Linked DNA regions of Mus musculus: regions 2, 3, 4, 5, 6 and 7 are each linked to region 1. A link is a contact called in public Micro-C and promoter capture Hi-C data. All regions are on one chromosome and are shown on one strand. Each heading gives the region's core, a stretch centred on a gene start, on an enhancer-like site or on the middle of the called end of the contact. The rest is flanking DNA. Distances are from core to core; before and after follow the strand shown.

Region 1 (3,999 bases), core at 1,081-3,580:
TCCTCTGCCCTGTACTTCTAGAATTCCTCCTGGGAGAGTGATCCAGTATCTCGTGTGCTTATTCGTCTTATGAAATGAAGCTCTGGCCTTATTGAGCAAGGCCACTTTAGACAGTAGAAACTGTAATTCAAAAACCAGTTACTAAGCTCAGGCAGGGGTAGGATTTGAACTTCTCTTTCCCTTTGGCATCCATCCCAGCCAATAGAATCAGCAGTGTGCTTGGACCAGACCCAGATAGCAGGAGGCTTGAAGATTTAAGGGGCCTGTGTTTTCTCTCTTCTTCACCCATTTCCTGACCTCTACCCTGGGAGGGTATAATCAAAACATTAAGAGGAAAGAAAGTCACTATTTTATCATAAGTGACTTCCACTACTTATGAAGCACCGTCCCCTGCCTTCCCCCCACCCTCCCCCTCCTCCCCCTTAAACGATGAGTACTCTCTGGGATTTGCCTTAAATTGCAACAAATGAATCTCTAAATTTTCACAAAGAGCTAATTTCCTAAAATTTAATTAATGCAATATTGGGAAACTTTAAATCCTTTCCTGAAGGAAATGGGCTTCACCCCCAAAATGGGCTTTATTCTCCCCACACTTTGAACCTAGCATCTTCTCCCTCTCCCCACTTCCTGCCTTTAAAAAATTCAATTACTGAATTAGAAACGTGAAAATGTTTGGATGAGCCCTGCAGAAACTGTAGGAGCTAAGGCGTCCCTCAAGTACAGCAAGAAAGCAGTGGAAAGCTTGTCTTTAACGTAGGAAATCCAGAGCAATGAGACCCCAACCCAAGACAAGACTAGACTCGGTCATAATAGCAAGGGTGGAGACTCACAGCTTATGCGTGGTTCAAACCAACAGATGCCTGAACTTGAAAAACGGTCATTTTGGGGGTTACTTTCTAGATAGGCCAGGAAAGGGATCTTCCCCGCCCCAAGACTGGATGGGTGACAGCTGTGTCCCCTCCCCCACCTCAGAGCATAAATGTGGATCGATGATGTCATAACTGTTTACTGCGGGGTAAACAATGAAATGAACTTTGTTAGGACCGAATCCTCCCTTTGAGCTCAGATGATGTGTGATCAGAGGTTAAATTTGCATTAGACGCGGGCACCTCAACAGGTCGCATTTTGGAAAGCCCTCTCCGCATCCTTTTTGTGTGTGTGTGTCTCTCATTTCGCTTCAGGAATATATTGGGGATCCTGGAGAATAATGGGTAGGTGTCTCAGGCTGTTTATGTTTATTGTTTAGGTGAAATCAGTGCACTCACAGAGCCCGCAGAATAAAAGCATTCAGGAGCAGTGAGGCTCCGGTCCGGTCCGGTCCGGCTCACCCTGCAATACATCATCTCTAAGGAAAGCAGAGAGGGGGCAAACGAACGCGCACAAGCAGCAAACGCCCTGGTTCCTACGCTGCCGCCACTACTGTTAGCTGTGGCGGCTGCTTCTCCACGGACAACAGCAATCGAGTATGTGTGCGAGCCCCGACACATAGCCTGCTAGGTACCCACCCACCCATCTTCCATAGTCCCTACTGTGTGCCAGGTTCTGGGTTGGGTATCCAACTCTGCTACAGTCCAAAGCTTCTCTTTCTCTTTCCCCTGCCTATGGTGGGTGCTGTTGGTGAGGACATTCACTCTCGAAAGGGCCAGAAAGCTCAAGCTCAGAACCTGCGCGATCCGCACCCCGGGAGGCAGCAGGTCTTGGGCAGCCCAGGAGCGCGCGTCTACGCGGCCGCGCGGGGTCCCCCTGTCTGGCGCTCAGGTGGCTTCGCCGCCCACTCCGCCGCTCCCTTCCCCTCCCCTCTCCAGCGAGGGTCGAGTTCGGCTGTTGCGCGCGGGGAAGGAAGGAGGGGCTACGAGGGATTTGAAAGTGCTCAAGCTGCGGAGTGGAGCTCGCTTCTGTCCCCGCCGCCCGCGAGCGGATTAAATTTCTGCAAATTCAAACTGAATGGGGCTTTCTTCTGCTGCCTTCCAGAGGGCGCCTGCAGCCCGCCGCGCGCTCCTCTCCGGCGGGAGCGGCCCCGGGGAGCACCGCTGAGGACCCGGCGGGCCAGAGGGCGGCGGCGCCCGGGCTTGGGGGACTCCGCCACCGGACTGTGCCCCTCTCGGACCAGCAGCCGCTGTTCCCTCTCACAGCCGATCGGGGCACCAGACGGGACCGCGGGCGCGATCTGGGCGATCGATCCTCGGAGGACGAACTTCTCGGGGGCGGGTCCCCGGTCGCCCGGTCGCCAGCTATTGTCTGCGCGCGGCGCTAGCACAGAGGCGCGGGGGGCGTGAGCACAGAGACCCGGGCCGGGCGGGGCCGGGTCCAGGGCGGCGGCAGGAGGAGCCAGGGCAGCCCCGGGAGCCGGAGGAGGAGCGGCTGCGAGCGCGGGAGCCGAGCGAGCGCGATGCCGGCAGCGGCGGGGGACGGGCTCTTGGGCGAGCCGGCGGCACCGGGGGGCGATGGAGGCGCGGAGGACACGACCAGGCCGGCGGCGGCCTGCGAGGGAAGTTTCCTGCCCGCCTGGGTGAGCGGCGTGTCCCGCGAGCGGCTCCGGGACTTCCAGCACCACAAGCGCGTGGGCAACTACCTCATCGGCAGCAGGAAGCTGGGAGAGGGCTCCTTCGCCAAGGTGCGCGAGGGGCTGCACGTGCTGACGGGAGAAAAGGTGAGCTGGGGTGCGCGGGCCTGGCGGGAGGACCCGGGAGCACTGTCCCGCGAGCACTCAGCCTGGCTCTCCAACCCAGTGTGGCTAGACGCACGCTCAGGCTCTCCTAGTGGGCCACCGGGCACCTACTGATGGATGATGGTGGTGATGGGCTCACGTTCGTGGGGTGGGGTACCCGGGCAGATAGATGTACCCGCGAAGCTACCCCGCACCGTCTTTCTGTTTTGTTTTGGAAGGGTGCCGCCTGGCGGACGCCAGGGAAGGGAGGGGAGAGGTGGCGGTGGAGGGTCCTGCGGTAGGGGCATGGATCAGTGCAGAGGCGGGAACTAGATCCAGGCTGGGGTTCAGCTTTGCCTGTGGAATGTGCGGCGGCGGGAGAGCAAGGCAGCCAGTCTGAGGTTGCTTAGAGTTTCATCCCTCCTGGGCTCAGGCGAGGACGTGGAGGGGAGTTGGGGCCCTGTAAGCTCCCCTCTCCCCCCGTGTGGGCTGGGGCAACTGTTGGAGTAACGATCCTGCTTTTGGCAGGTGCAGAACTACACAGGCCCTGGACTCTAGAAGTTTGCAGATACCTTTTCATCTTTCTAGAAGACAGTAAAGGAAAGGGGCCCCTCCCCCACACCCGGAGGGACTCTACTTCGACCTAATTAGAAGTGAGAGAGTGAACTCTTGCCAGGCCGGGTGCGGGCAGATCTCAGGTGTTAACTTAGATTTGTGAAAAGAAACCCAAGAAGCTGACTTACTTTTGAGGCTGGGTGGCCTCAGGCAGGGAATTGCTCTGGGCTGCCAAACTGGTATCTTTGTAGGGACCCAATACTCTAATCACCCAGGCTGGGGGTTGTCCGCGCGGGCGGAGGAGGGGAACTCAGCCGGTCCTAGCAGCAAATAGCCCAAGGGCCAAGCCCTCGGGCCTGCTGCTCTGGGTTTCCTTGCCCAGCCTAGGGGTTTGTGACAGTGATGAACTGTGAGAAGTCTGGTGACAGGCCAGGGCCACCACACTAGTCATTTTCTAGCCTCTGGATACCTTTGATTTCCTCTTGGTTTCTGTTGTCCTGGAAACCCCTACATTTGAGCACTGGGTTCCATCACCCTTTGACTTTATCTTCTTTTTCTGTAGCCATTCCAAGTGGGGTGCCCCTTTATACTGGGTAAGCAGGGTTAGACCGAGCAGTCATTTTCAAGTGTCTCTTGCCCGAATTTCCAAGCAAAAAAAAAAAAAAAAAAAAAAAAAACACCCACAAAAAACAAAAAAACAAAAACAAAAACAAAAAACAAACAAACAAAAAAAACCCAGCATTCAGTATGAACTCACATTAGCTCTTCAAAGGAGAAACTCTTTAGACCCGTCCTAG
Region 2 (3,999 bases), core at 897-3,396, 880 kb after region 1:
ATCTTCTGCTAGGAGCTAGATCTGACCTTTCTGCCGTGGGAGGAGGACCCACATCTGCTGTTCTGCAGGTAACAACAATCACTGTTGTGCACCTGAAGCAACGAGTGTACAACTGGAGATGCATTTTATTCTGACCCTCATTTTATTATCTAATTCACAGTGACATAACGGCCTGATGCCACTTATTGGTCAGTGGGTTTTTAGATACCGTACAACTCTTCCTGAGGGACAGTTCAGGACTCTGACAAGCTGCAGGTGTATGCCCCACTTGTGTGCAGGGATGCCAGCTTCCACAAGGAATCCCATTGTGCTCGAGAAATATTTGGTACCCCCCTCAACAGGTAGGAATGTCGGGTGTTATGTTCTTTCTGATCAGAGGCCAGAGTGGGGTTTGCTTAAGGAAGAGTCAAGTCACTGATAAAAACAGCTCACATCCCTTTGGGGAAGGATGAGATGTTTTGTAACCCCAAAGACTCCTTCATCCTTGTAGACCTGTGGATCAGAGAGCTGGGGTGAAAGTAACGGAAAGTAACCATCCTACGCCCTGGTCAGGTAGACACACACATAGGAGCATTGTCCTAATAGCCCTGAGGTTGAAGCCACCCTCTGTGAGCTCAGATAAAGGCGGTGGTTACAGGAAATGTAAGACGTCCCTGGGAAGTGTAGTGAGCTATTTGGCTTTTTCAGCAGGAAGAATTCAGGCTGGGACTGCGTGGCTCTGTGGGTAGGGTGCTTGCCCTGTGTGCACAAAACCCTGGCTTCAGATCCACACCAGTGCATAAACTGGGCACGGTGAGTGAGTGCTTGTATTCCCAGGATCCGGGAGGCAGAGACAAGGAGGATCTTAAGTTTAAAGTTATCTTTTAATAAACACGGAGTGGGGCCCGACCTTGGATACAGGAGGAGAAGAATCGAGATGCGCGCTATATCTGACATGGATGAAGCCTGAACACATGCTAAGTCACCAAAATGAACAATGAGCCACTAAAAGACAAATACGACTGTGTATATGGGAGACAAATACGACTGACTGCCTATATGGGATTCCCAGAGAAAACAAAGTCACGCAGACACACCCCACCCGGGGTGATATTTACCAAGGTGGAGAAGTGGTTGTTTGTCAACTGGATATACCTGAAAAGAGGGAACCTCAAATGAGAACACTGACGTCACCAGATCAGCCTGGTGGACTCCTCGCTGATGCATTTTCTTTATTAATAATTGATGTGGGAGGGCCCAGCGCACTGCGAGCTGGCACCATTCCCAGCAGGTGGGCCTGTGCTCTATAAGAAAGGTAACCCGATCCTGCGATCCTGCGCCTGCAGAAGGAAGCAGGTTAGAGCTCCCCTCAGTTGGCTACTCTTGGTTCTTGCCTCTGTGCCTGCTAACTTCCTGAGTTCCTGAGCTAACTTTCCACAGTGAGGAGCTGTGATTGGCAGGTGTCAGCCAAGGGAACTCCCCCCCCTCAGTTTCTTTTGGTTCCAGTGCTTATCACAGCAGTGAGAACTAAGACAAGCAGAGGGGGTTTTCTCTTTAATGCTTACCAAGAGTTAGAGTTGCTGTTTTGATGGTTTAAGGGTTTAAGTTTTGCAAAAAGCAAACAAGTCCTGGCCATCTGTTGCAAAATCGTGTCAACAGTCAGGCGTTTTAACGACTGAACTGCGCACTCTGGGATGGTTACGTTTCATGTTATGAATATTAGACTGCATTTTTATAACAGCCAACCTCTCACTTTGGAGCCCAGATTGGCCTCCTCTCCTTCCTGCTTCAGTAGTTCCCAGCGATGGGATTACTGGCTGATCACATTTTACAAGGACAAATGTAACTATAAAAAGGGATGGCAATAGAGCTCGAGAGATAAAGGGAGGCAAAAGCCATTTTAGCCTGACCAGCTGAACTAGAATTCGGAAGGAACAATGTTTTGCCCTAAAGCTCCCTCCCTTGCCCTCCCAGGGCGGGCGCTGTGGCACCCGCGCAGGCGCCCCACGATAACCCTCTCTGGCAACTCTGGCTGTACCTCTGCTCAGGCGACCAATGAACACTCGCCTGTGGCCAAGCTCACGCCTCCATTGGCTGCACCCCGCCAACCGCGGTCCTCGCAGGTTCCCAAGCCGGGTTTAAAGGTGTCAGGCGCGCACGGCCCCTCACTGTCATCCGCCGGCACGCAGGTCCGCGGGGAGGGCGATCTGCCGACCGGCCCACCCCTGGGCGTTAGTGAAGGGCGCCCCGGGTCGCCCCACAGCCCCCGCCCCAGATGTACTATGCGATTTCCCAGGCGCGTGTGAACGCGGCTCCCGCGACCATGTTGCGGCCACAGCGGCCTGGAGACGTGCAGCTCGGGGCCTCGCTGTATGAGCTGGTGGGTTACAGGCAGCCACCTATCTCCTCATCCTCATCCTCATCCTCTTCCACCGCATCCCTTCTCCCCAAGCCTGCGCGCGAGAAGGCCGAAGCTCCGCTCGCTGAACCTCGGGGACCTGCGCCAGAGTCCGGGGGCGCCCGGGCCGACGCCAAAGAGGAACAGCAGCAGCAGCAGCTGCGGCGCAAGATCAACAGCCGCGAGCGGAAGCGCATGCAGGACCTGAACTTGGCCATGGACGCGCTGCGCGAAGTTATCCTACCCTACTCGGCAGCGCACTGCCAGGGCGCGCCGGGCCGCAAGCTCTCCAAGATTGCCACGCTGCTGCTCGCCCGCAACTACATCCTGCTGCTGGGTAGCTCGCTGCAGGAGCTGCGCCGCGCGCTCGGCGACGGTGCGGGACCCGCCGCCCCGCGCCTGCTCCTCGCTGGCCTGCCTCTTCTGGCTGCCGCGCCGGGCTCTGTGCTGCTGGCACCCGGTGCCGTGGGACCCCCCGAAACGCTGCGCCCCACCAAGTACCTGTCTCTAGCGCTCGACGAGCCACCGTGCGGCCAGTTCTCTCTCCCAGCTGGTGGCGCGGGTAGCCCTGGCCTCTGCTCCTGTGCGGTGTGCAAGTTCCCGCATCTGGTCCCCGCCGGCCTGGGCTTGGCAGCGGTGCAGGCCCAGTTCTCCAAGTGAGGGCTGGCTGGGCCCGGGGCGGAGCGCGACCTCAGCCAATCTTCCCGCGCCCCCGCGTCCTGGATCTAGGCAGAGCTGGCCCCAGAAAGGAGGACATTTCCAGACTTCTCTCCCAGACGACAGACTGTAGGGCGCCTTCTTCCCCGCCCCCACTCCCTGGCAATTAAAATAACCCAAGCGGGTGTTCCAAGGAGCGATGTAGTTGCTTGGGATTCTAGATGAATCCCACCTGTTTAGAGCCAGAAGTCTTCGCATCCCCACCACAACTCACCCACTGGCAGGGGTGACAACCCCCACCACCGCGGGCTATTCTCGTATCCGTGAGCATCGCGGAGTCGGGGAGGACGGTAGCCGGCCGGTGCGGTATAAGGGGGTTGCCCTGGGTGCAGCGAAAGGCTGCCCCCAGCTTGGTTTCCTGGCATGCTTCCGCTCCCTGGCCTAAGAGCTGCTCCCCAACAGTGTCTACCCAGAGGGGCGTCCTTTCCTTGTCCAGGGCCTGAGCGCACAGGCTCCCTTGCTCTCTCCAGCCAAACCATGCGGATCTAGGAGGTCTAGAAAGCCCAGGCCACCGGTACAAACATCAAGGGTGTTACGGATGGGCCGCTCTGGAAAGCCCAGGGTTTCCGAGCTGGATGTTACGCGGGTGCGCTCGGTTACCGCGCTCGGTGGTTGGGGATGCGAAGTGGAGAGGTTCCTCTCCACTCCCAGTTCTGTTTTTCAGGCTCGCCCAGGTGTTTTGTTGCAGTTTATGCTCCTTAAAACCTAAAACCCTTACTTAGTCTCCACTTCCCTAAAGGTAGCTTAACCAACGTTTGAGCTTGCTTGAAAACAAAATTCCAACCACGTTCCATGCCATCGGTGTTCGGACTTACTAAAATAGGTAGCAAGGCACGTCGTAGCGCAGGCTTATAAAATTCGGTCATTAACGTTCTCATTAAAGTAAGCGGAGTTGGGCGAGGATC
Region 3 (3,999 bases), core at 1,045-3,544, 840 kb after region 1:
ACAGGGCTAGGGGAAGTGGAAAGGCTGGGGGTGGGGGTGGGGGACGCAGAGCCAGCTAGCGCTGCGCTCTTGCCTTCCGGCTCCTTTTCCAGGCTCGCCGCTGTAGAAAGGTTTCCCCAACTTTCGTCCGGGTCTCCAACTCCAGCTACTGGACCAAGTGTACAGAATGTCAGGCAGTTCTCCCGCAGACTTCCGGACGCAGAAGAGACAAACCAGTAGAACGCAACAAAAGAAGGAACCTGGGCGCTCGGATGCTCCGGGCAGTCACACTAGCCTGGGTGGCTGCAACCTATCTCCCGCATATTGTACCGCCTGAGGTTTGTTAGGGACTTTGGAGATCCACATCCCAGCTGGTGGCCCCACAGAGCTCACCCCCACGTACGCCCTCTCTGCGGTTTGCCAACGAAGGCCCAAGAGTGGTCCTCACATGCCCAAGCTCCTAATCCCCACCACAAGCCCCGTGTGACAGATTCTGCTAATTGAACGGTTATGGGTCATCCTCATAACCGTTGGGCGACATTATCACCACGCTTCAATTCTTCATGTTTTAAATACATATTTAACGGATGGCTGCAGAGCCAGCTGGGAAACACGCGGGTCGGAAAACAATGCTTCAGAAGGCACGAGATGAGGGGCAAACGCGCCAGCCCACTGACACTCGAGGGTGGACCCCAGGGGGGGGGGCGGGGGAGAACTTAGCACGAAATGAGGAGCAATCGCCTGAGTTTTCATGCCTGTTCTGACTTTGCTACAAGAAGACCAATTACTGTTTGTCTGCTTGCTTGTTAAAACTACATATGCGAATTCAAATACCAAGCAATGAGAAGTAACGAGAAAAGACCGTTAAAACTCCGTGAGAAGGAATTGGCGCTTATGTTTGGGGGGTGGAGGAGAGGTAGCACCCGAGATCTGTAAAAAATAAATATCCCAACAAACAAACAAAACGCATTTGAGCTGGAAATGTCCGGATGTGAGAAACAGTTGGGGGTGGGGATACAACCTACTGCCCCCATGCTTGGGCACTGCCAATTGCTCGCATCCATCCACGGTAGGCAGGGTCACCTGTATGGGCCTGGCCGTATTTTCTCCTGGAGGCTTGCTGAAATCAATTCCTAGGTTTTCACTTCCATAAAATGGGTGAGTGTATAGTTATCTCTAGACTTCCCCAGGCAATTCACCCAGATCCAGTTTCTCAGCTTTGTATGTGTGTGTGTGTGTGTGTGTGTGTGTGTGTGTGTGTGAGAGAGAGAGAGAGAGAGAGAGAGAGAGAGAGAGAGAGAGAGAGGCTGCTACCTATAAAAGACGTCCCAAGGCAGCTAGGAGTGTGTTTCAAGTATCAACTCCCATCCACAGCGGAGAGCCTCCGATAATTCTTTGCAAATAATGTTGCCTCTACTCCAAGGCTTGGGCACCAAGATGTTGGAAGTTCAGTGGCTGGGTTTCCCTGAAAATGAATGAGGTGGAAGTCGTTAACCATCGATGCGTTGGCGCTTTGACTGTATTGAAAATAGCTCTCCGGAGCTTCTACACAATCTAAACTTTATAATGAATTGCGATTTCTTCCCAGAGTGCTAAGAACCTTTCTCTGCTTCCTTGCCCGCCCCGTGCTCTCCAAGGCCATGCCCCCACCTGGGGGCGCTACCGCCTGTCCCCAAAGCTGCAGCAACTGCCACTAAGTAGAAAGGAGCTAAGGGAGTGGGGGCCTTCTGCGCCGCTAGTGTTTTCTTATGCAACCACAAATGGTCACAGTTTGATGAAAATCACTCGATAGGTCGGCAGCGGGAAACAGGAGGAGGCGGGAGGGCTAGCAAAAACTCCAGGTGTGGCAAGCAACCTCGGTGTTCATTCTCAGCCATAGAACTGGTTGGCCATCGGACGAGTTTGCAGATTCCCCGTCTCACTCCGTACCCTGGCCTGACGCTACAGTGACAATATTTATATTGAAAGTTGCAGGCGTTCCCTCTCTGCCAGGGTCCCCAGACTTCTTTAGCAGCCCCGCTAGCCCACCCGCTTCTTCAGCTCGCCCTTTCCTCTCCCTGCCCAGGTCCCTCCTCCCATCCCTCCTCGCGAATCTCTCTACCGCGGGCGCCCATTGGCTGTGTGCTGAGAGGAGGCGTGTGCCGGGCCCGGCGGGTTTCATTGAGCGGAATTAGCCGGGTGACATCAGCTTCGCAGCCCCTCGGGCCGGCCCAGCTCATTGGCGCCTCTGCCCCTCCAGGAAAAGCACATTGTTCCCGCCCCCCGCCCGGACCACCGCCACCGCCGTCGCTGCTGCCTCCACCCAGCTATAAAAACCAGCGGAACCCCGAAAGGTGTGGATGCTTATTACAGACCGAGCCAACACCAGCGCCCAGAGCCAGGTTCTCCTCCGCAGCGAGCACCTCAAATCTAATTCACAGTAAGTGTCCCCGCCCCTTAACTGCTCCAGCCTAAACCCCGAAGACCGACTTCTCCAAAGTGGCTAGGATTTAGGATGCACCCTACAGTGCTGGCCTACTGGCCGAGATCCCGCCCCAATAGGTACTAATGACTGCCTGGGTGTCTACACTCACCGCAGCATCCCAGGCTCCAATAACTCCTGTTGCGAGTCCGCAAGCTAGCCGCGCGGTCGTAGAACCAGCGCTTAGAAAGTGAATCCAATGCGGGCTGCCAGTGCGTGTGTTCACGCTTGCCGGCGTTTGCTGCGTGTGTAGATGGCGTTAAAGGCAGATGCGTCTGAGCACCAGATAGAAAATACTTCTCTATTCAGATCTCCGGTCCAGAGAAAAGTCCTCATTTATTCCAGGCCGGACTGAAGAAATAAAACCTCTAGAATGTCCCTCATTGAGGGCCACCCAGAAGTCCCTGAAATAAAGTAACCGGTGGATGAGTGGGGAGGAGAGAGATTAGGATAACTTGCATGCCCCGGGCTGCTAGAAGGCCAGACTGCCGCGGCGTAGATGCCAACCACCTTTGCGGGTTCCTGGAGCTGCCGTGCAGGCGGGGACGGCGATTGTCTCACTTCTTTCTCCACACCCTGTGTGTCTGTCTGTCTGTCTCTGTGTATGTGTGTGTCTGTGTCTGTGTATCTGTCTGGTTCTCTCCTCAAGTTCGGAAGGTTGAAAAAAGAAGGATCATTCGAGAGCTTAGATCATCCCTGGGGCCATGGACTCGGACGCCAGCCTGGTGTCTAGTCGCCCATCGTCCCCAGAACCCGATGATCTTTTTCTGCCCGCCCGGAGCAAGGGGGGAAGCAGCAGCGGCTTCACAGGAGGGACTGTGTCCTCGTCCACGCCGAGCGACTGCCCGCCAGAGCTGAGCTCCGAGCTACGAGGGGCCATGGGCGCGTCAGGCGCGCATCCCGGGGACAAACTGGGCGGCGGTGGCTTCAAGTCATCTTCCTCCAGCACCTCCTCGTCCACGTCCTCGGCGGCCACGTCTTCCACCAAGAAAGACAAGAAGCAGATGACTGAGCCCGAGCTGCAGCAGCTGCGCCTGAAGATCAACAGCCGCGAACGCAAGCGCATGCACGACCTCAACATCGCCATGGACGGCCTGCGGGAGGTCATGCCTTACGCGCACGGGCCGTCGGTGCGCAAGCTCTCCAAGATCGCCACGCTGCTGCTGGCGCGAAACTACATCCTCATGCTCACCAACTCGCTGGAGGAGATGAAGCGACTGGTGAGCGAGATCTACGGGGGTCACCACGCCGGCTTCCACCCATCGGCCTGTGGCGGGCTGGCACACTCGGCGCCTCTACCCACCGCCACGGCGCACCCCGCGGCCGCCGCGCACGCCGCGCACCACCCGGCCGTGCACCACCCCATCCTCCCTCCCGCAGCCGCCGCCGCCGCCGCAGCCGCCGCCGCCGCAGCGGTGTCCAGCGCCTCTCTACCGGGCTCCGGGCTGTCCTCGGTCGGATCCATCCGGCCTCCGCACGGCCTGCTCAAGTCACCGTCGGCAGCCGCAGCCGCCCCTCTCGGAGGCGGGGGTGGAGGCAGCGGTGGCAGCGGTGGCTTC
Region 4 (3,999 bases), core at 800-3,299, 660 kb after region 1:
ACAGGAAATCTCTCTTCCTTTTCCATACAACAGTCTCTATATTAGCAAGAATTCAGAAGCAACAATCCATCTTTTTTTTTTAATGTGTGAGAAAAATTATAGAACAGTATTGCAAACTTAATGTGGACATTGGTTAGTAGAAAGAGTTCACAATATATACTGCAAAGCCCTGTGGGAAGGAACTGCTATCTTCTCTCACTTGAAAGAATTATCTGATACTTACTGTCAGCTGCTGTGTTGAGTTCTGTCTTGATCTTTGATTTTTCAAGGTCTTCTTTATATTCTTTCTTAAGCAATTTAACTATCTTTTTGCTGTAACTTGATTTCTTTACTTTGAACACTTCTTCATTTTCTTAAGAGAAACAGAATGAAGTCTGTAAGACACCAACTCAGAAAGTGCTCTCCCTTCCTCGTGCCTTTGTGCTGTTTTCATTCTGCCAGCATATTTTCACACACACAAGTCATTACAAAATCTGAAGTTTATTGCAATCTATTGCAGACTCAAAAATGGGTATTGCCAGGCTTGGCAGCAAATGCCTGGGATCCCAGAGCTGGGCAGCCAAAGGCAGGCAGCTCTCTGAATTTGAGTTCAGCCTAGACTACAGAGTGAGTTCCAGATCAGCCAGGGCTATAGTATAGAGGCTCTGTTTCAACAAAACATAATTAAAACAAACAAAAAATAGTATCAATTCCAGAAACTAAATGAAAATTTTAGTGAGTAACCCAAGGAACTTCAAAATTGTTAAATTTTGGCATATTTCACCCATCTCAGGATAAAAAAGTATTTAGAATGCTTCCTTAAAACATTAAGTCAAGAAACCTAAAACAATACACCCCAAAGTTATTCTGCCAAGTCTGAATAACTCTGGTCACAATAACAGTTATTTCAAAATTATGCCTAGAGTAAATCATTTTGCAAAACTAAGTTTCGAGTGACTTAGCCCTCATCTTTAATTTGAAAATCCAAGTCAAGAACAAGACATTTCAAACAATGCAAAACCTGGTCTGTATCTCCTTCAAACAAAATTCCAGAGAGGTCAAAGATAATTCACCCATCTTTCTAGAATCACGAAAGCATGACGCAAGACCTTCGAAAATCATCCAATTTTTCCTAACATGATGTTGAGGTACAAGTAAAATCGAAATCCCCTGCAGCCTGGTCCCTCTTCTGCTTCAAGAGCCAATGCCACAGCGGACATCTGCTCCTCCCATTTACTTCTACAGAGAAACCGAGACTGGACAACAGCAAGGGAGCGATTGGATCAAGGTCACCGGGAGCCAGGGCTGCAGCCCCAGAATTGTTCCCAGCCCTGGTTTCGGTCCTCCTCTTTAACAATCCGGCCTTCTTAATCAAGGAGGCCTAAACCGAGACGCCAACAAGCCGCAGGTACAGAGGCCTGCAGACGACTAAGAGCAGGCAGTTAACCAAGAGACTCAGGCTGCCTGCAACTCGCAAGGTAGGAAACGGGTCCACGGAGCATCGAGCCTTCTCCTCCACTCAGGATGGCTGATCAGGGCTCTGACAGCCGGAGGAGGGACTGCACAGGCCGTAGACTTGGCTGGTGGCAGCGCGGGAACACAACCCCAGGCAGATCCGGAGGCCGGAGGTGGGGAAAGGGGCGCGGCGCCCGGGCGAGCACGGGCTTGGGGTCCGCGTGGGCCGGGCCGGGGCTTACCTTCCTCCTCGTCTTGGAAGCTGAGCAGGCTGGCCCTGGGCACCTCTTTGTTCTCGCGAGGCCTCTTGCGCGGCTTCAGCCCATTGCCGGGCTCCGCGCCGCCGGAGATGCCGCCCCCGGCCTCAGCGCCGAGGCCCGGGTGGTGCGCGGAGGGCGGCGGCGGCAGCGGCCCCGGGCCCAGGAGCGACTCCCCCGCGGGGGCCCGGTCGCCGCCGCCAGGGCCGGGCTCTTCTCCCGAGGCCGGCGGGGGCAGCAACGGTGGCGGCTCCTGCTCCTCATCGCGCTCCCGCTCCTCCTCCTCCGAGTCGTTCCGCTTGCGCACGTTCACCCGCCGGGCCTTTCGGAACATCCCAGCCGCCGTCACCGCGCTCTCACAGCCGCTCGCTGACTGAGAGGACGAGGGAGCGCGGAGACCACCGCCACGCACGCGCAGTCGCAAGAGTTCCCCCCCACCAGCCGGGTCGTCGCGGCTCTGGCTAGCTATCGCGCCGCCTCGATTGCGCATGCGCCTGGGCTCTCCTCGCGCCCCACTACTTGGGCGGAGTCTCTTTGCACTGCCCTCTAGCGGCGCGGGGGACTGTTGGCATGGTACCCTCCGACTCCAGTGTTGTTCCAAAGGTCACAAAGAGGATCATCGAGATGAGAGGAGCGAGTGTAGTCTGTCGTCTCGGAGCGTGTTGCTGCAATGCGTCTTCCGCGCTTATACGGAGCCGTTACGTGTGGCAGCCTCCCTCCCACTCAGTGCCTGCAGGGTAAACAGAGGCGGGAGGCCGGGGAGAAGCGGAGGGACGAGTCAGTTGACTTGAGCTTGGGAAGGGAAAGTGCATCTCCATGGTTAATATGCCTCTTAATAACGCGAGGCGATGCTAGCAGATATCGTCTACAGATCAGAAACTCCATTAATACTTGCCATCTCTACAGCTTTATCAACGCAAACACTCTCAAAGGCGTGGGAGCACACACGTTAAATCCCAGCAGCACTGGGGAGGTGGAGGCAAGGCGATCTCTGAGTTCGGTGCCGGCCTGATGTACATAAGGAACTCCAGAATGGCCAAGGCTATGTAGGGAAACCCTCACTGTCTGGGGAAGACAGAACCAGAGATGATACATCTCCCTGCTGCCGCAGCCATTCCCAGGAGAGCGAGGTGTTTTCGGGTGGCTTGGTAAGAAAGCCAAGTTAGGTAGCAACTATTTTAACTATTTTACGAAGCATAGTGAATTTCTGAAACAAGCGGAAGGAAGATTTGTCTTATTTTCAGACTATATCACAGAGGGCAAATCTGAACCTTGGCGGCCTTAAAGAGATTGCATGAGCCGGGCGGTGGTGGCGCGCACCTTTAATCCCAGCACTCGGGAGGCAGAGGCAGGCGGATTTCGGGAGTTCGAGGCCAGCCTGGTCTACAAAGTGAGTTCCAGGATAGCCAGAGCTATACAGAGAAACCCTGTCTCGAGAAACAAACAAACAAACAAACAAAAAGATTGCATGAGGTTGAGCTAACACACAGGTTACCCAGTTCATAACCAAAGTTGAATCTTTTCTTTCTCTCGAGCATATCAGGATGCGTGGGTAGAAGTGTTTGTGAAATTATTTACATGTTTCAAAACCCGCCAAAAGAACGGGATTGGAGAGGTGAATATTGCAGTTTCGAACCAGAGGACCCTGGCTGCAGTCCCAGTACCCACACCCTCAGGGCTCCTCAAAACTCCAGTTCCTGGGAATCTGGCGCCCCCTTCTGGTCTCAGCATGCCTGTAGTGCCCAGCAGGACGTGTCCTGAATGCAGGCTAAAAGCATGGTGTTTACACATCATCTGTAAAAAGGTGCTGGACAGCACAGCAGTTAGGAGCACTTTGCCGCTCCTGCAGAGGACCTAGATTTGGTTTTCAGCACCTAGTATGGCAGCTTACAACTATGACTAACTGCAGTTCCAGGAGATCCTAAAACCCTCTCTGGCTTCCTTGTGTGGCAGCACACACATAGTTCACGTACAAAGCATGTGGGCAAATATACATAAACAATACAACAAAATCATTAAAAATATCTAGTTAATTGAAGTAATCCCAGCCCTCTGGTTGGAGACCTGCCTAAGATAAAGGAGAACATGTCTTTAAAAAAAAAAAAATCCCCAAACCTCAAACTATGGTGCACTGGGCTTGTTGAGAACTTTAAAGGAAAAGTAAGCCCTCTGTTTAACATCGCCTTGCTTTCCCCTTTCCATTAAAAACAAGTGCAGAGAGAGGCCTCCTCTGAAGTTCTCCATTCAGCCTGAAGATAGAATTCCCAAAAGGAAACACCATTGTATAAGCATGGCTGCCCCCACCACC
Region 5 (3,999 bases), core at 770-3,269, 620 kb after region 1:
AGCTGTCCTGATCTCCACTTGTCCCCTACCTACACACAAATAAATGACTAAATTAAAAAAAAAAAAATGAACGAAACACAATGTGAATTAGTCCTTTTATTTTCATCTATCTGCCACAAATTTACCCAAACATCATTTTGTGTGGTACAATAAGTAATCCTTTTAAAATAAAGGTCATTTTTCAATAATATGAAATCAAGCACATATGTCACATGAAATATTTTAGGAGCTGTCTGCAATTCTTATTAAAGATATAAAAGCTTAGGCTGGAGAAGCGGATGGTCAGCACTTGCCTAGAGTGACTGAAGCCCTGAATCTGACCCACCAATACCACACATGAGCACAAGGGACACCTGAATAAATAAATAAACAAATAAGGGTTTGATGTATGATGCACAGATCATACCATTCCTATTAAATCTGACTAACAAAATTCTGGGTATAACAGGAGATGCAAGCTGTCTTATTGGGTTAATGTGATAAAGACAAAATTGCAACACCATTTTACAAAAAGATAAACTTCTAGAAGCAGAACAGATGGAAAACAAACTCCCAGCAGCAAAATCTGCACCGCCCTGCACCACCATCACCCCAATAAAAACCCTAAGCTATCTCAGTTTACAGAAAATAAGGCTTCATTCAAATTAAGCCAAAGCACAAACCCGTACGCTAAAGCTCAGAAGATCAAATTCAGGGAGAAGGTTCTCAAGAACCTTTTTTTTATAAACTGTTGAACTCGCGAGTTACAACCAAAACAGAGATCAGAATCGGGCAGGTGAAAACACGTGACTTACAGAGCACAGCCACAGCCCCAGACTCGAACATGAGACATTCTTCCTTATGCCTAGTTTCCACTATGAGGCTGAACGGTGGGGGATCCAATTTGTGGTAGATTCGAAATCCTTTGCTGAACGCCATTCTCCTTTCTTCAGAGGCAGCCCTGTGGAAACCAAGTCAATGCACCTGAGGTTTCCTTCTGCTGCAAGGACTGCTAGGCGTCCTCCTGAGGTCCCTCACTGACAAGTTTGATGGGGGTTGGGGGTAGAGAAAAAGAGAGCTCAGGGGTGAACGGTTTATTCCAAAAGATAAGGCGTCACCTTTTTTTTTTTTTTTCTTAACCAAAAGGCAAAAGGAAACGCGTCCAGTTCTCAAGATACGGCAGGACAAGGCAGGGGTTTTTAGCACCGTCGGTCCTGATTTGGATAAGGTGGATTTCCCATTTAATTTATGTTTCCCCAAAGGGAAAATCTGTAGCGTATTTTCAGTTGGGGTTGTTTATCGGCTTCCTGCTTCACGATCTGTCACTACGGGAAGGGAACTGATGGGGAAACTTCAAGCCGATCCCTAGGCGGAATGGGCAAGGGGATGGGAGGGAAGGTTAATCAGGCTGATTCAAAGCTCCTGAGGGGGCCGGAGAGGGACGGGATTATCACACCGCGGACTCTCCAGGGCGGCGGCGAAGGGCAGGGAAAGCCACACAGGTGACTGCCGCCTCCTGCCCAGTCACGAAGCTCACCGTGACGAATGGATCCCACCGCCACTCAACGAGATCCCGGGGAGCCGGGGGGAACTGAGGCACCGGGCGCTTCAGCGCCTCCATTACGCACCGCCAGAGATACCCGGGAGCCTGTGCCGACGGGGTCCTTTCCCGCCCGCTGGGTGACAGCCGCTGTCACGGCAAGCCACCCGCAGCCCCGGGGTCTCCACACAACCCGCCGCCCTCGGCCCTCGGCCGCCTCTCACCGCTTGCGACCCGGCTGCGACGGCCGCCACCGCTCAGGAAGCGTCCACCCGGCCGGCCGGCTGCCCCTGGGTAGAGCCCGGGCCGCTCCCCGCCCCCCGCCCTCCCGCCCGCTGCCTCACCTCTTCCTCCGGCTCCTCCTCCTCCTTCTCCCGCAGCCTCCGCCGCTACAGCCGCCCGAAGCGTCACTTCCGCTCCAGCAGGTCCAGCTCTTCCGCATTGCGCCGCTGCCCAGGCGGAAGGCCCGCCCCTTAGGGTGAAAGGGCGGAGCCGTTTCCGCCCACGCGGGACCGTGCTGCCGAGCAGGGCGCTTACTGGTCACCGGGTTCCTGCGGCCGCCGCGTCCTGGGTCCGTGAAGCGAGCCTCCGTCGCCCCGGGAGTGGGAAGGTGGCACGGCCAGGGGAGCCGGCAGAGGGAGGGTCCGTCCTCCTCGCGTGGAGCCCTGTAGCTCTGCCCTCCCCGCGGGCGACAGGGAGGGACTTCAGGAAAGAGCTGGGGGAGCCCGTGTTGATTCGTGCTCGAGTCGGGCATCAGGACCACCCCCTGCCGCCTCCGCAGACCTGATGGGCGATGGGCGAGTGCGAGGCGGGGGACGGTGTGCACCCCGCGCCGGCTGGGTGGCGCTCGAAGAGCTGTCCATGGTGTCTGTCGTCAGGGAGGCAGCAGGAGGCTGTTCCCTGGCTGTTTCAGTGTGTTCTCCGAGCTCCAGGGGCGATGGAAGAGTGCTCAACCGAATGCAGTGGAGAGTGGGGGAAGCCAGCAACCAGAAACTCCAGGCAGTCAAACAAAACATGGCTGTCACTGTCGATTTGCCAGCCGTGGAATTTTATAACTAAGGGCATCACACTGTTTCAAACTATCTTTTTAAACGAGACATTATGTCTAAAACTTGTGTCCAGCAGAATTATTCTGCCTATACTTCAGAGACAAAAATGGGAGGACATTGTAGTCCCTGGGGCTTTAGAGAGGAATTGAGAATCCAAGGAGCACGGCAATCATGTTCCATTTGCCTTTGCTTTCCCCTAGCCTCTTCCCCTTTTTACTTTCTTCCCAAAAGCACAATTTAAATATGACGTATTGCATAAAAACATTTCCTCTAACATGCTGTCATGTGACTCAACGCTTCTCTATTTTAGAGAAGACAAATCCACCCTAGTTTTAAAATATTAAAAGCAAACTAAACACAAGAGAAGCCACCTCCAGCCAAGGAGATACACACTTGGATTCAGTTCTTAGATCTTTTCACTTAGTCTCCTAAGAACAACTTTTACTTTTTTGTTGTGGTTACAGTAACCACAAGCTTATAATAACAATTGCTTGCTGTGAATTGTGGTTAGCCATTTTTCCCTCCCAAGAAGTGTCCATTTCAGGTGGGGACAGTCCTTTAAATAAAACAGGGATGTTTGAGAGTGGGATTTTTCTTAAGTGTGATGACTGTATATGACATGCACCGACAAAAACGGGTTCAGGAGAGCTGGCCACTGAATTGTAGTACTTTGGAGGTAGCTTTTGTTTTTTGAGACAAAGTAGCACAGAGCCCAGGCTAGTGTGCCAACCATACCTGGTTTACGTGGTGACAGACTGAACCCAAAGCTTCATGCGTACCAGGCAGGCATTCTACAAGCTGGGGGGCATCCCCAGCCCTAGGGATGAACCTTTTTATGACAACTGAAATTACCCCAAGTGGAGCTGTAATCAAACTTGCTTACCCCATCATTCTTTTCACACCAAGAATCCCTGTGAAACTACACCAAAAACTCTTTGTCAAGGTGGAAATCATGGCACTAAGCGCTTTCTAAAGCCAGCCTTCTGCCTATTCTTGGTATCCTGAACTAAGAAAGCGGAGGTCCAAGCTTCTGTTATAATGTCTTTCTTCAAATTAAGCTAAAGCAGCAGTGGTAGGTCTTAGCTTTCCCAAGTCCTTTCAAAATACATTTTTAATTATAAAATAAACCCAAGATTTGAAAAGCATACTAGTGACCTTTGAACATTCCTTATTGTCCCTTTTCTATTTATTATTGTTACAACATATCCAAGTAGCTGCACGTTTTAGCAAACCAGTGTCTATAGTAGACTAACTCAAAATATATAGGCACAGTCTAAAGCTTTGCAAAGAAGCCAATTGTGCTGACTGGAACTGAGCAATGGTGAGGCTGTCAGAATGCTCATACCCTGATTCTTGTCGCTAGCAAACGACAGATGACTGGGTGACCCGAGTCTAAAAAAGTTTTGGATATCTGGTAGACTGTTGTGGTTA
Region 6 (3,999 bases), core at 704-3,203, 580 kb after region 1:
TGGTCCTCTGTAGGTTCTGTGCAGGCAACTTTGGCGGCTGAGTGCATGCCTGCCATAGCTGTGCTGTCTCGGCACTGCTCATCCTGTTACCCACACACACTTTCTGCCTCATCATCTGAGATGTTCCCTGAACCTTGGTGGCGCTGGGGTTAATACGGGTGAATGATTTAGGGCTCAGCGCCCCGTCTTATTCCCAGGACTCTGGCAGTTACGTATCTCTTCACTGACTGCTAACACTACAAGTAGCTCATTTGACCACAGCTGAGAGCAGGCCAAGCCTGCTGGTGCCGGTTGTACTTTATTTGTGTTTGCCTTTGCACATGTGTGCTGGTGTCCGTGGAGGTCAGAGTAGGGCTTTGGATCCAGGGTCTTCAGATAGGGCAGCAAGTACCCTTAATGACTGAGCCATCTCTCTAGTCCTATATTTTTATGCTATGTGCTGGATAATCTCATACAAAATATCTGTCTATCTAGTAACTATTTCTAACAGAACAGAACAGAACAAAAATTAAAAAAAAAAAACAAACCCAAAACCAAAAACCCCACAGTAGAAAAATGTGACCTTTTCCCACTTACTCTTCCATTAGTGAAACTTTAAAAGCATGAATAAAGAAACCACCCTGCCTATGAGACACCCAGACCTCTCTGCGGGACTGGGATTGCAGCTCAAAAGCATGAGGACCTGGGCTCAGCACCAGCCTTGCCCCATCGTAGAAGATGGTATGAGATCTGGGGACTCATCTAGCCTGATACCACACTCTGGAGTAACAGCTGACATCCATGATGGTGAAACTGCCGCTGAGGTGACTTCAAGCTTGGTGGCCCCAGTTACTGTACCAGTGGCTCCCAGCCCTTCTACTTAATCTGAGAGTCCACATTATTATCATCCCACAATTATAGGCCTTCTGTTTGATAGTGCATCTTACAGACACACTAACGTATTTTCTTCCTAAGAATTATAAACATTTTAAAAACATTCTTTTCCCCTTCCTTTATTTCTTTTCTTTCATTCTTTCAAGAAAAAATAATTCTGTATGTTTAGCTACAGGTATGTATAAACAATAAATACAAAAATGAAATAAGAAAATGTTTAATTGTCAAAATTCATACCCTCCTTTTACAACTTTTCTTTATTGTATGCATATTTATAATTTTATATGTATATTGAGTGAAGAGAGCATATATGTGCCACAGGACACCTGTAGAGGTCAGAGGACAACTTTTGGGAGTTGTTTTTTCCCTTCTATGTCACTGAGGCAGGATTTATCTTGATTCCGCAGTTTTACTCCAGGCTGGACTGGTTCACAGCCTTCTGGCAACTGACCAGTTCTCATGTCTGCTTCCTAGCTGCCTAAGGATTGCAGTTGCATGCCACTGCGCTGGGGTGTTACCTGGGGCTTGCTGTGTAGGTTCTGAAGATCAAACTGATCTTCAGCATTGCAAGGCAAGTGCTTTAACGCTAGTCTCATCTCCCTGACCCCTCAAACTCCTTCCACTCCTTCTCCCTCTCTCGTCCTCTCCCTAAGAGGAAAAAACAACTTACATTCCTTTTTATTTCTGTGCATCTTTTTATATGCCTAAGTGTGGACCTGGAGTTACAGGTGGTTGTGAGCTGCCCAGTGTGTGGGTGCTGGGAACTGAGCTTGGGCTTTCTGTGAGAGCAGTGAGTGCACTTAATTGCTGGGCCACATCCCCAGCCCTCCAAGGGCCCCTTTTGTAAGACAGTGATCTCAGGAAGCAGTTACCTGTCCTGCATTTTTCTGGTTGATGAGCTGATCCCCAGCGATCAGAGAATCCCAGTTTTGTTGTCTTATGAGCTCTTTAACCTCTTCATTCGGAAGGTCAATTCGATAGTTGAAATCACCACACCAAAATACATAGTCATGGGAGAAGAGCATTCGTCCCTGGAAACACGAGACAGACAGCCTGTGCGTCACACTGTGTCTCTGCCTCACAAGGGCTTGCACTATCAGCACTGCGCCTTGAGCCCAACAATAGCAAGACAGCAGACGGAGGCACACAAACACTGCTGGTGTCTCTAAGGACTGCTCTAAGTCTTCACGACTGCGGACAGGAAATGTAGGATAAAGTGAAATGCAATGCAAAGGCTTGTCTTACAGAACCATCAGCAGAAGCTTACCATGGGGAAACTCAGTTTTCGTGCTATTTCTACAAAATCTTCATTTCTCTCTTTGACTTGGGACTGCCCTGCAGCAAAGTGGCTGCAGACGAAGCAAAGGCTGGTGGTGTGGAAGAGCATCCGAATTGCAACGGCGCCCTTGTTTCCAGTTGCACCTCCCATGCCAGTTTTCACAGTATCAACTGCAACATCCCTACAAAGCACAAGTTATGAATGGACGAGATGGCATCGCACACACTAGGGCCTTTCTTGTTATGGCATGAGAAGAGACAGAACGGTGTCTGTCACTGACCTGATAAAAGGAGCGTGCTGTGGTCTGATAAAGACAAACAGGCAGACACCCACCAGCTGCTCCGAGGCCAGCAGGACATACTTGTTGTCCCTGGAGATGGTCTTCTGCAGCTCCACTGCCCACAGCTTCTGGTTGGTTGTGCTACAAAGTATTACAGAGGGAGGGACTCCTAAGGAAAGCTTTACACGCCCTTTATACATCTGATTGCTTAAAAAAAAGAACATTTTCATGCAAGCTGCTTTTTGTTTCTGTTAAAAAGAAAATGTGCACCTTAACCAAAATAACACAGTGTTTCAGTATTTACAACTTATTCAAGAGGAGATCCGGGTTTAGTGAGATGGCACGCCATGTAAAGGTACCATGGCCAAGCCTGACAGCCCGAGTTCAATCCCCATGACTCTTGGGGAAGGAGAGAACTGACCCCTGGGGCTATCCTCTGACCTCCACATACACACCATTGCACACGTGTGCCTTCATACACACATGCACCCAAACAAATAATGCTAAAATTAAAAACCCCAAGAAATAAAACAAGAGAGATAGGAAATGAGTTAGAAAGAGACGTGAGGTGAGCAACTCAGATAAACTTCACACTTTAATGTCAGGTATTGTTAGGTTAATGAGAAACATGGGCTTCTACATATCACCTTGTCTCACTCCCACTTATTTTATGAAGTCAACTTTATTATTTTAAAACTCTGTCTGTCTGTCTGTTTCCCTCCCCCACCCTATGTCATGTATGTATGTTATGTATGTATAGGTGCCCGAGGAGGCCAGAGACAGGCATTAAAAATCCCGGAGACAGAGTTACAGGTTGTTGTGAGCCATCCTATGGGATGCTGGGAACTGAACTCTGGTTCACTGGAAGAGCAGCAAGAGATCTTAACTGCTAAGTACCTCTCCTGTCCTATAAACTAATTTGTTTTTAATTTAAGAAATTTTTCTTTTAAATAATTATGGAAAAAGTTTAAAAGCCTACAATTTGTTAACTGTAAAGTAAGTCATCACATACTAATATTTAGCTTCAATATCTCTTTCCTTCCCTTCTTCTTATAAACCTGAGATATTTTAGCCAAATCTAAGACATATGCCATTTTACTCATAATTACTTTTATGTCTTTAATATAATGGACATTTTTATCTTTACAAAACCTACAATATCATCACCAAATAGTAACCCTTAATATCACCTAATATTAAGAAACAAGATCAACTTTATTTCTTTTGGAAAAATGGGGCTAATCCATTCTTTCTAGAGTTGCTCGCGGCTGTTCAGGGAACAATACTAATCAACATCACCTACCTACCGATGGTCAGTGCACACATCTATTACTTCACTAAGAGCTGTAAGATATTCAGTCTATTATAACTAAGCTTCATAAAGAACTGATAGCAACTATTCAAATTAAACTGTAAACTATCCAGAGGGGGAGGAGGGGAGGGAGGAAGGAGGGGCTCAGAAGACAGCCCGTAGGAGCTGGCTCTTTCCCTTTACCATGTAGATTCTAGTGATCAAACTAGGTCATCAGGCTTGCTGACAAGTAGCCTTACCTGCTGAGCTAGCTTG
Region 7 (3,999 bases), core at 764-3,263, 550 kb after region 1:
GGCATGAAGAGTCATGGAGAACAGTAGAGGCTGGGCATAGGAAGAGGCCAGGTCAAACTTCAGTTTCAGGGAAACCCCAGGATTGAAAGGATCATGGAGAGAGGCTGAGGCCTGGCATCATGATGCAGGGTGAGAGAGCCCAAAGAGAGGCCAAGAGGCAATCGGTGCCATTGGTAAGGGGAAGCCTGCGGTTCCGGCAGTTTGGAAATGCCAACACCATGGGATGACCACCAAGGACAGCAGCAGCTACGGAGTGGAGCCAGCCTCAGCCTGTGAGATGTGTTCTGTGGGCCCTGCAGAGCAGAGGGAGCGGAGAAGACCCTGAGTCCCGCACCTCTGACAGCGAGCTTCACAGGGCTGCACTTCAGTTCTCCTTCCAGTGCGAGTGCGCTCATGGTCTTCCCTCTTGGAGTGAGATTAGGTCTTTTTACAGGTGCCCGGTAATGGATATTACAGAGAGGTTTGAACTTTGAAAGAGACTGCATTTTTAAAGTGAAAAAATTTAAAAGCCTGTGGAACTTCTGAAAGTTGGAATTTGTTTTATATTGAGATATCCATATTAATAAGGTCTTGGGGATAAACAAAAAGGAGAGGGTTATGGTTTCATGGTGATATGTCGATTGGTGTTGACAAGGAAGCAATTGGTTCTGCTTGGCTTTTGTTGACCTGGCATGAACATAGACGTATCTAGGAAGAAGGAACCTCAACTGAGAAAATGTCTATTTCAGACTGTTTGTAGGCAAGTCTGTAGGTAAGGCATTTTCTCAATGACAGTAAGGGGGGGGGGGGTAGCACTCTCCGGGTGGTATCACCCCTAGGCAAGTGGTCCTGGGTGGTATGAGAAAGCAGGCTGAGCAAGTCGTGAGGCGCAGGCCAGGGGCAGTGATCCTCCATGGTATTTGCTTCAGTGCCTACCTCTGTGTAGATTCACCCATGCAATTCTTGTTTTTTTTTTTTTTTTTTTTTTTTTTTTGAGACAGGGTTTCTCTGTATAGCCCTGGCTGTCCTGGAACTCACTTTGTAGACCAGGCTGGCCTCGAACTCAGAAATCCGCCTCTCTCTGCCTCCCAAGTGCTGGGATTAAAGGCGTGCGCCACCACCGCCTGGCTCACCCATGCAGTTCTTACATGCTGCCCCACACTTTCGGTTTATGATGTTAAAGACCCGGAGGTTCCCCCCACCCCCTAAATGTTTTACTTTTAATATGTCATTTAATATTGAGCCTTCTTTGAAAGCAGTTAAGTTTGATTATATATATAAAACGGGTCTTAAGGCGTTCTCTATAATGTAAAAATCATGTGTTTCCTAGGAGACAGAAAACAACACCAAGGCTCTCCCGGTGAGAACTTTCATGGGCGGCTTCAAAGCGAAGAGACTCAAGGGCCAGGGCTTTTAGCGTCTCAAACTGTCCCCCTTCCCTGCAGCCACCACTCACTCCACCCTCACCCTTGACAACTCCCACCGTCCCCGATCCCTCAGCTCCGTCCCGCCACCTTTCGACCCAGTACGTTCGCACTTCCCGGAAGCCCAAATCCCGGCTTAGCTCAGCCTCACTTGGCATCCCGGCTGCTCTCCTCCGAGTCGGCGGTTGGCTGGCGAGCCTGGGTTTCCTCCAGCCGTTGGTCTTTCATCCCCGGTCAACCCTGATGCTCCTTTCCCACCCCGGGCTACGGCAAATCTCCCCAAATCCTCGCGACCCCGGGCGCTGCCCCCTGACCCCGAAGCCGCCGGCCTCCCTTTCCGCACCTGAGCAGAGCCGGTGCACCTTCAGCCGCCCGTTGTAGACGCGGGCCACCTGCGCCGTGAGCTCTTCCAGCTCCGTGCTCCCGGGCGCCTGCAGTAAGAACTGGCTCTCGTCGCCTCTCTTCACGTGCAGCACAACCATGGCTGCGCCAGAGGCGCCGCCGAGGTGGCAAGGCTGCGGGGCAGGGACCACGAGGCCCGAGCCGGGTCGGCCGGACCCACACCAGCCTGAGATTAACCGCTGCTCCGAGGAGGAACCGTGGAACGCGGCTCACGCTTCAGCCCGGAGGGATGAAGAAAACGGCGCACGCTCGCGGAAGTGGCTGTTGCCAGGGGCAACAGTCAAACATTGAGCTCGTGCCCAGTTAGAACTCGCGCCTGGAAGGCCGGAGGCGCTGAAGAACAGGTTGTGCGGGCCGCACAGTCGCCGCTCCCGGAAGTAGCTGTTGCCCGGGCAACCAAAACCCAAACTAACAGCTAGAGGCCTGTGCGGACGGTCCGGGGACTCGGGAGATGTCCGCTGGAGGAGCATGGCGACTCCTGGATTAAGAATGAGAGCGAGCGCTGGGCACTATGGGAGCATAGCCGCCGCCAAACTCAGACTGGTTTCGCGCAGGCACGGATCGCTTCCGGAAATGCCTTCTGCTTTGGGTCTCCGGTCAAAAAGTGGGGAGCGCTGCTGCTGTGCAGAGCTCATTTAGTTCCACAGCTGTCTATCGCCCGTCCCATGGAGTCTCGGTCCCCCACAATCTCAGATAGGGCAAGCGGGCGCAGCGCTGTTCTTCCAGGGCGCTCAGACACAGCTGAGGATCCCATTTTAGTGTTATAAAGAGAAAACAAATGGATGGAAGAAAATCAAATAGAGGAGTAAAGAAAATTAGCAAAGAAAATTAACCTGTGCTTTGAAATGATCTCAAACTCATAGTTTCGCTAAATGGTGAGGGTTTTTTGTTTGTTTGTGGTGATGGCACATTAAATTTTTTACTTGCCAATGGAAATTCCTGGAAAGAAGCTGTGTAATAAAAACAGCAGTGATGTGGAGAGGCTGTGAATCTGCGGGTCCAGACTGATTACCTTGTCTCTGTTAGCTATAGCTCCTAGAACAGACGTCCATTGCCCTCCTATGGGTCAGAAATAACTTGCATATAGGCTCTGAAATCTATAAACGTAGCTTTCACTAACCCAAAAGTTAAGAATATCGTCAAATAGCATCTGGTAACTAAAGAAAAACTTCGTCTTACTGTATATGCCTCTCTGGCATTTCCACCAATGTATTTTAAACTTGCCATGACTTACGACTTTGTCTTAGAGAGCTACAAAACTTTGTGAACATGGAATTTGGGGTAACCCAAATCTGTCATGGTCATTCATTCAAATTTGGCTTCAGAATAAACTACCTCTTATTCCCTGCATGTATTATGTGCACACACACACACACACACACACACACGAATGTGGGAGTGCACACATGCATAGAGAGAAAAAAAAACCTCTTCCCTTTTGAGTAAAGAAGTCAGCTGGTGATAAAGACATATTTATTTCATATGACAGCACATCTCACAAGATATGTACAGAATGTATACCAGCAACTTTAATACTGTACTTCTATAAAGTATATAGTTATAAATACTGTATGCCACATAAGCGATAAACCTCTTACATACATATAAACAGCAATCTACTAGAGAGAACAGAGACTCACAGAGATTCTTAGTGTCTGTTTTCTGCTTTGACCAGACCTGGCAAATACACACGATGTCGAGTTCTTTGTAGCAAACTTTAACTTGCTTTGTGCGTTTCAGCAGCTACCAGACTTCCTGACAAGGCAGAGCTATTGCTCTGCAGACATTACAGTGGTTCACACCTGAGGGAGTCACTGCTCAGGGCTGCGATCCACACTGCTTCAGTTTTCTAAAGTGGATTAGCTTGCTAATGGGGAGTGGATACCATACACACTACTCACACAGATGTTACAGCCACAATCTCAACAAGTTAATTCACATTTTGAAGCACACTGCTCTAGTAATACTGCAGTTTAAAAGCTACTACTGTTGAAATGATTAGAACCCCAACAAGCACGATCTAAAACTCACAAGAGTTATTGCTAACAGCGAGTGATGGCTGCAGCAGAGTTACTTCTATAAACACAGGATTGTGATAACACTGAGCATTTGCAAAGGTGCTCTGTCCTAACAGATCTGCTCTAGGAGAGAAGTGCGATGCAGCCTGCTGTGCTTTTACACGGAGGTGAGGGCA

Evidence for each region. Promoter capture Hi-C pulls out the DNA fragments that hold promoters and counts their contacts. A called contact is a pair of places that touch in the nucleus more often than the background predicts.
Region 2: a promoter capture Hi-C map of pre-B cells shows a contact between it and region 1, with 2.8 times the contacts expected there. The contact joins the promoter of Olig1 here to the promoter of Hunk in region 1. A contact is called at or near these places in 4 of 39 promoter capture datasets (the 3T3-L1 cell line, the C10 cell line, pre-B cells and 1 more).
Region 3: a Micro-C map of embryonic stem cells shows a contact between it and region 1, with 4 times the contacts expected there. The contact joins the promoter of Olig2 here to the promoter of Hunk in region 1. A contact is called at or near these places in 1 of 39 promoter capture datasets (embryonic stem cells), 2 of 484 Hi-C or Micro-C datasets (both in embryonic stem cells) and 1 of 9 other capture datasets (embryonic stem cells).
Region 4: a Micro-C map of embryonic stem cells shows a contact between it and region 1, with 6 times the contacts expected there. The contact joins the promoter of Paxbp1 here to the promoter of Hunk in region 1. A contact is called at or near these places in 8 of 39 promoter capture datasets (the HPC-7 cell line, cranial neural crest, embryonic stem cells and 4 more), 1 of 15 datasets of contacts at CTCF or cohesin (pro-B cells), 5 of 484 Hi-C or Micro-C datasets (cerebellum and embryonic stem cells), 18 of 115 datasets of contacts at active chromatin or transcription factors (the SCID.adh cell line, T-cell acute lymphoblastic leukemia, craniofacial prominence and 7 more) and 1 of 9 other capture datasets (embryonic stem cells).
Region 5: a contact with region 1 is called in a promoter capture Hi-C map of stem cell-derived epiblast-like cells, with 11 times the contacts expected there. The contact joins the promoter of 4930404I05Rik here to the promoter of Hunk in region 1. A contact is called at or near these places in 11 of 39 promoter capture datasets (the C10 cell line, cranial neural crest, embryonic stem cells and 7 more), 2 of 484 Hi-C or Micro-C datasets (both in embryonic stem cells), 8 of 115 datasets of contacts at active chromatin or transcription factors (the SCID.adh cell line, astrocytes, bone marrow-derived macrophages and 4 more) and 1 of 9 other capture datasets (embryonic stem cells).
Region 6: a contact with region 1 is called in a promoter capture Hi-C map of cranial neural crest. The contact joins the enhancer-like site here to the promoter of Hunk in region 1. A contact is called at or near these places in 5 of 39 promoter capture datasets (cranial neural crest, frontonasal cranial neural crest, pre-B cells and 2 more), 3 of 115 datasets of contacts at active chromatin or transcription factors (embryonic forebrain, embryonic hindbrain and embryonic stem cells) and 1 of 9 other capture datasets (embryonic stem cells).
Region 7: a promoter capture Hi-C map of hippocampal neurons shows a contact between it and region 1, with 14 times the contacts expected there. The contact joins the promoter of Cfap298 here to the promoter of Hunk in region 1. A contact is called at or near these places in 14 of 39 promoter capture datasets (the 3T3-L1 cell line, cranial neural crest, embryonic stem cells and 8 more), 1 of 15 datasets of contacts at CTCF or cohesin (large pre-B cells), 22 of 484 Hi-C or Micro-C datasets (the HL-1 cell line, Th1 cells, adipose-derived mesenchymal stem cells and 13 more) and 20 of 115 datasets of contacts at active chromatin or transcription factors (T-cell acute lymphoblastic leukemia, astrocytes, bone marrow-derived dendritic cells and 14 more).

Annotation. Positions count from the first base shown.
Region 1 is chr16:90,384,067-90,388,065 of GRCm38.p6, forward strand. It overlaps Hunk (hormonally upregulated Neu-associated kinase), which reads left to right and starts at 2,331. Exons shown (of 11, transcript NM_015755.2): 1 at 2,331-2,650. The coding sequence starts at 2,390.
Region 2 is chr16:91,267,623-91,271,621 of GRCm38.p6, forward strand. Olig1 (oligodendrocyte transcription factor 1) reads left to right here and starts at 2,147. Exons shown (of 1, transcript NM_016968.4): 1 at 2,147-3,999. The coding sequence starts at 2,255. The coding sequence ends at 3,037.
Region 3 is chr16:91,223,256-91,227,254 of GRCm38.p6, forward strand. Olig2 (oligodendrocyte transcription factor 2) reads left to right here and starts at 2,295. Exons shown (of 2, transcript NM_016967.2): 1 at 2,295-2,398; 2 at 3,090-3,999. The coding sequence starts at 3,145.
Region 4 is chr16:91,042,330-91,046,328 of GRCm38.p6, forward strand. Paxbp1 (PAX3 and PAX7 binding protein 1) reads right to left here and starts at 2,050. Exons shown (of 18, transcript NM_026110.2): 1 at 1,677-2,050; 2 at 224-352. The coding sequence starts at 2,025.
Region 5 is chr16:91,009,230-91,013,228 of GRCm38.p6, forward strand. 4930404I05Rik (RIKEN cDNA 4930404I05 gene) reads left to right here and starts at 2,020. Exons shown (of 3, transcript NR_028368.1): 1 at 2,020-2,090. Synj1 (synaptojanin 1) reads right to left here and starts at 2,079. Exons shown (of 32, transcript NM_001164483.1): 1 at 1,864-2,079; 2 at 795-940. The coding sequence starts at 1,961.
Region 6 is chr16:90,962,073-90,966,071 of GRCm38.p6, forward strand. Synj1 (synaptojanin 1) reads right to left here. Exons shown (of 32, transcript NM_001164483.1): 16 at 2,433-2,573; 17 at 2,141-2,333; 18 at 1,746-1,904. Among named protein-coding and RNA genes, the nearest start is that of Cfap298, 29 kb to the left of the region's middle. Within about 2 kb of position 1,954, at least 15 of the 459 cell types and tissues checked have an H3K27ac peak or open chromatin away from gene starts, as enhancers often do.
Region 7 is chr16:90,932,836-90,936,834 of GRCm38.p6, forward strand. Cfap298 (cilia and flagella associate protien 298) reads right to left here and starts at 2,014. Exons shown (of 7, transcript NM_026502.2): 1 at 1,747-2,014. The coding sequence starts at 1,885. It overlaps Synj1 (synaptojanin 1), which reads right to left. Exons shown (of 32, transcript NM_001164483.1): 32 at 3,262-3,999.